Regions from separate parts of the Mus musculus genome. Here region 2 is linked to region 1. Evidence: chromatin contacts called from public HiChIP or PLAC-seq data. All regions are on one chromosome and are shown on one strand. The core of a region is the stretch at or near the end of the contact, and the rest is flanking DNA. Distances in the headings are between cores, read along the strand shown.

Evidence for each region. HiChIP or PLAC-seq counts read pairs in DNA pulled down with a chosen protein or histone mark.
Region 2: an H3K4me3 HiChIP or PLAC-seq map of the SCID.adh cell line shows a contact between it and region 1, with 11 read pairs. The contact joins the promoter of Cyhr1 here to the enhancer-like site in region 1. A contact is called at or near these places in 3 of 39 promoter capture datasets (liver and maxillary cranial neural crest), 1 of 484 Hi-C or Micro-C datasets (the G1E-ER4 cell line), 7 of 115 datasets of contacts at active chromatin or transcription factors (the 230-238 cell line, the SCID.adh cell line, cardiomyocytes and 4 more) and 3 of 9 other capture datasets (adipose tissue, liver and pancreatic islet).

Annotation. Positions count from the first base shown.
Region 1 is chr15:76,427,386-76,430,146 of GRCm38.p6, forward strand. It overlaps Mroh1 (maestro heat-like repeat family member 1), which reads left to right. Exons shown (of 44, transcript NM_175457.4): 16 at 127-271; 17 at 517-557; 18 at 859-1,000; 19 at 1,264-1,316; 20 at 1,768-1,875; 21 at 2,403-2,522. Among named protein-coding and RNA genes, the nearest start is that of Mir6954, 4.4 kb to the right of the region's middle. Within about 2 kb of position 1,381, at least 5 of the 459 cell types and tissues checked have an H3K27ac peak or open chromatin away from gene starts, as enhancers often do. A contact at or near this core is called in the SCID.adh cell line, where this site is marked.
Region 2 is chr15:76,655,539-76,658,299 of GRCm38.p6, forward strand. It overlaps Cyhr1 (cysteine and histidine rich 1), which reads right to left and starts at 1,356. Exons shown (of 4, transcript NM_001357882.1): 1 at 822-1,356. The coding sequence starts at 1,178.

The sequences.
Region 1 (2,761 bases), core at 131-2,630:
GCATCGGCCCCTCTCAAGCTACCCGGCTCCTGTATAGCAGTGGAGATCCAGTTCTGACATCTCTACTGCCCCGGAGGCCGTGCCCACCTGCTTGCAGTCCACAGACCGTGGCCCTCTGTCCTTCAGGTTCTCTGGCCCTACCTCCTCGAGTTCCTCACCCCGGTGCGCTTCACTGCGGCCCTCACCCCGCTCTGCAGGAGCCTTGTGCACTTAGCCCTGAAGAGGCAGGAGGCTGGGGCAGATGATTTCCTCATCCAGTACAACGCGAATGGTGTGGAGGCCCAACCACCGTGCCCCTGGCTGACCCCACCGACGCCATGATGCCCTTACACCTCGTCCTCTCTCAGCTCTCTGCCTTGCCCTTGCCCTGCCCCTGCTGCTGACACCCCCCTACCCCACCCCACCCCACCCCCAGCTGCTTTCGCATGCTGTCCCACCCCAGCTGCCTGCTTGTGCCTATGGTCCCATCTTTTATCCTATCCCTGCCTTGTAACTGTTTCCATGTTTCTTGTCCAGCAAACCTCCCGTCTCCCTTCGCTATGACCACACGACTGCTGGTAAGCAACGGGTCTGTTACTGTGTCTCAGCACACGGGCTGACACTGTCCTTCATGGGACATTCTCGTAGGTGTCAGCGTGACCGAGCTTACTCTGATAGAAGAGTGGCCTCTCGGCCCCAGAGTCCCTGTCAGCTCTGTGGCAAGCCTGACCCTTGCCACCGTCTCATTGGCATTCCTTGCCCCCGTGTTTGCTGGTTTTCCCTTCACCCCTGGGAAGCTGGTCCCCAGGTTGGGCACTGTGGCCAGGAGATGGCAGGCGGCTCCATGCTTAGGCGACCCCCTTCCTTCCTCTCCTTCAGGTTGTGTCTTCTAATCCCTACCTGGGAGATGGGCGTGGAGCGGCCTCCCTGCGCCTCCTGAAGGTTATGCATCAGAATATCCACCCTTTCCTGGGCCAGCGGTGGGAGACAACCATGCCCATGCTGCTGGAGTACCTGGATGGTGAGGCCTGTGAGGCTCAGGAGCCCCTTAGCCACCCCTGACCCCACTAGCACCCAGTATGCCGTTCGGGTTGAAAGAAACGATCCAAGCTGTAATCTAAGAAAGGGCCTGGATGGCTCACAAGGGAAGGGGGTGTGACTGTGGCCTGACTGGTTTCTGCGTTCCTTCTGGGAATTCCCAGAGACAAGGAGGGCCCACCTAGTGCATGTTGGAATGAGCCTGCCTGGCAGGACCCCAGCCAGTGGGCTTATTGGTCATTTCAGAGCACACCGAGGAAAGCCTGTCACTGAAGGAGTGGGAAGAAAAGCTTCTAATGGTGAGAGATGGAGCAGAAGGCCAAGGGCCTGTCTGTGCCTTTTTGGGACATTCTGGGCCTGGGCACAGAGGGCCAGGGCAGCAAATGTTGGACCAGTGTATTGTGCCTTCCAAGGGGCTTGTTGTTATCCAACTTCATCTGGTGGTGTGACTAGGGGATGGGCTCAGTGGTGGGGGGAGTTTGGGGTAAGGATGGTGGCTGGTCTCAGATGTCCCTGGCAGGATATTGTACCTTCTGTCACTCAGCACCAAATGGGAGGGACTTTTGCTCATCCTGGGCACAGAAAGGGCTTTTCCCTCCTTCCCCGTCCCCAGCCGAGTTCAGAGCCACTTGTGCTTCAGCCTGCCTCATAGCTACCCACCTTCAAAGGCCACTTACCAACAGGAGTCACCATAAGGTTATCACGTGTCAAGGCCCTGCCTCAGGCCTCACCAATGCTCTCCCCCCTCAGTTCCTGCGAGACACCCTGGCCGTAGTATCTGACAACATCTGGATCTGCCAGCTGAGCCAAGAGATGTGCAAGCAACTGCCCTCTTACAGTGGGACTCCTCAGGAGAAGGTGCCTGAGACAAGCTAGCTGGGGATGGGGATCTCTGCACAGTCCCCAGCTCCCATGCTTTGTGTCTTTGATCTCGCCTGTCTGTGTCTTTGTCTCCTGACTCTGGCAACCCTGGCCAAGCCACTTAAAAAGCAAGCAGGGTCAGGAGGCTCCTCGCTGCAGTTAACAGCTGGGGGATGGGGGACAGCTGCCTGCTCACTGTTCCTCAGACACAGCCTGGGTCTCACCTCCTCATGCAGGACCCTTCCTATGTCCTGCTTGAAATACAGCTTCCTCTCCAAGGGGCCGGGTGTAGTGGTGCCCACGTTTAACCCCAAATACTTGAGAGGTAGGCGGATCTATGAGATCAAGTCCAACCTGGTCTACACAGCTAGTTCCAGGACAGCTGGGGCCACATACAGAAACCATATATCAAAAAAACCAAAAAGGAGGAAAGGATACAGCTATCCATTAGCAGTACCCACCACAGTGCAAGTGTCTGTCTGCTCAGGAGTCAGGTTCATCTGTGTTCTCTCCCTGTGTTCCAGAACTTCCTGTATAAGTGCATTGGAACCACGCTGGGTGCTGCTTCAAGTAAGGAGGTGGTGAGGAAACACCTCCGAGAGCTGCTGGAGACAGCCAGATATCAAGAGGAGGCAGAGCAGGAGGTAGGTAGTCCCCAGTGCCCGGGGCTGTGAGGCCGTGTTCATCTGCCGCTCTGAGCTAGCCACGTGTGCTGTGAGCACATAGGTACATGCATGCTTGCACGTGAGGCACACTGCTTGCTTCCTCACGGATGTCCGCGTGTATTTGTGTGCCTTCAGGTTTATGTGTGTGTGGAACTTTGTGTACGTGTGGATATACACTCCTCCCCACACAGCGTGTGGGCAGGTGGGCCACTGTGCCC
Region 2 (2,761 bases), core at 106-2,605, 230 kb after region 1:
GGCTGGGAACTGAGGCAGAAAGACCAGGGGAAGGTGGACAGACATTTCCCACTGAACCAGAGGTCTGCTCTCTTTTACCTGGAAGAGGACATGTTAGACCCACACAGACCAGGACTCTGAGACTGACTGGCATGCTGGGTCTTCAAGTGGGAAGGCAGGACAAAGTTCCTGGATACTGGCAACCTTGGAAGCCAGCTTGGTATGGGTGAGGTGGCCCCGAATAGAAATACTGGCTAGGCTGGGGCAGGAGAAAGTACCCTGACAGTAAAGTTTGTTGCGGATTGCTTCCTCCAGATCAGAACTGAGAAGGGATGAGAGGCCCTCCTTTCTTCCAGGTCTTCAGAAGGACACAGGACTGACTCCCCAGGGCACAAAAGAAGATTTACTTAGTTGTTCAGATATGGAAGGACACTTTTGGGGGTGTGGCTGCCAGAATTGGAGCCCTGTCTCCAGGAAAGAAGTTTCTTCACCCAGGGGTCTAGAAGTGAGGGACAGTATTGATGAGCAGTAGAAAAGGGTGGGTACCTGTTCACAGATCTCTACATGGTCAGCTGAAAAGAATGTGGAATCTATCAAGGAGGCACCCTGGAGGAACCAGAAGGTGAAGAGATCTACGGAGGAGAATGGAAATTCAGACTGGGGAGTAAAGGGTACCATCGAACACAGAAAATGAGATTCAGAGCAAGAAAGGATAAGGAGCCTCGAGAGACAGGAGCGGGGTTTCGTAGACCTGGAAGGTGGATGTTTGGATAGGAAGGATTCCCGGCCACCGGCCACAGGCCTCCAGGCAACGCGGCGCCGGGCCGGGCCGGCGGCCCTACCTGGTACACGGAAGCCTTGGGCAGGTCCAGGCACACGGTGCAGCACAGCACCGAGTAGAGACGCTCCTCCAGCTTTCCACTGCCCGCTGCCACTGCCGCCGCCGCCGCCTCGGCTGCCTCGGCCGCCCGCAGCCGCTTCTTGGGCGGCGCGTCGGGGTCGCCGGCCGCCTCTTGCAGCTGCCGAGCGCCGGCCAGGGCCGCCTCGTCCGGGATCCCGGGCCCCGCCGCCTCGCCCAGAGCCGCCGCAGCCGGCCCCGCGGCAGCCCCAGGCCCGGCCCCTACCCCGACCCCGGCCGGCACGGCACCCGCGGGCCCTGCAGCCGGGCCACCCCCGCCGGCCTCCTCGGCGCCGGACATCACGGCCGGCCGGCCCGGCGGGCGGGTGCCGGCGCGCTCGCCGGCTGGAAGTTAGGGTCGCCGCGCGCCCTTGCCGGCTTCTCACTGCCGCGGCGACCCCGCAGCCTGCCCACCGTGCAGCTGCCTCAGTGGGCCTGGCCCGCCCGTCGGCCCGCAGCCGCCCCGGCCACCAACCCCGGCGCGGCCGCCATCTTTGTTTTCGCTGCGGACCCCCCCCCCACGCCACCGCCCCCTCGCCCTCCTGATCACGTGGGCCTCGCGCAAGCCAATGGAAGCGCCGCGAGGGCCAAGACGACGCGGCGGCCACCTCCAATGGACGAGCGAGGACGCCAGAGAGCCCACCCACCCTCGAAGGTGAACAGAAGGGGGTGGGGTCCAGGAGGGGATCCGGAGAAGGGCGGGGGGTGGGGGGATTTGGGGAGTCCGCCCTTGGAGAGGTACCATCAGCTTCGGGGTCTGGAGAGGCCCCCAGACTTCAGACTCCTCGAGAGTGCAAAGCGCCCCTAAGCCTCCCATGTCGCGCTCGCGCGCGGGGGGTGGGGGGGGATGCCTGTGCCAATGTGTACAGAAATTCGGGCTTGTGTGTGCAAGGCTCTGGCCTAGCTGACCGGAGTATTAGAGCAGGATCTTGAAAAACGCACCTACCACCACTCTTGCGCGACGGTATAAAGGTCAACAAGATGCAAGTACAGGAACAGCGAAGGATTATTGGGTTCACTCCCTAACCCACCTCTTTCGTCCCAACCTCAGAGTTGGAGAAAGAAAGAGTTGGAGTAGAAGAAAGAAAGAGTTGGAATAGAAGAAAGAGGGGGTTTTAAGTTATAAGGTATGTCTTGCACAGACAAGAGGGTGTCAAACAGGTAGTAATCAAGTCAGTCCAGAGAGATGTGCAATTTCTGGGAATCGCTGAGGGTATAGCACTCTTCTGCCCTTTATGAAAACAGCCATCAGTTTGTGAAGGTCATTGCCCCAGAGGGCCACCTGCCAGGTCCACCAAGGATATATGCAAATTTACTGTGTCCCAGGAAACCAAGGCCCAAAACTCTCTTCTCACGGGAAGTTGGTTTTTTTTTTTCTCTTTTCTTTTTTAAAAATGTTTTTCTTTCTTCTTTTTCTTTTCTTTCTTTCTTTTTTTGATACAGGGTCTCACTATATGTTGCACTGGCCATTCTGGAACTCACTATGTAGGCCAGCCTGGCCACCCACAACTCACAGAGATCTGCTTGTCTCTGCCTCCCAACTGGAATTAAAGACCTGCACCACCATGCCTGGCACTCTGGGGGTTCTCTTGGCAAGTCTACCAGGATGCCAAAGTGAATAATACCTTCTGCTACTTACAGCCCATCCCCCACTCCTTTACTCAGGGAAATCACCTTACAGGCCTTAGGAAGCTAGCTCAAGAATAAACAAATTCCATACTCCTGTATATTCCTTACGTTTATTGGAAATCAGGTCTCTGACTCACAACCATGTTCCTCCCAGGCCCCAAGTGTCCTGAAGACCTGTTGTTAGCATTCTGGTTTAGGTAAACTTCCACACATGCATGACTAGAGAAGGGATAGCACCCAAGCTCTGCCCATTAG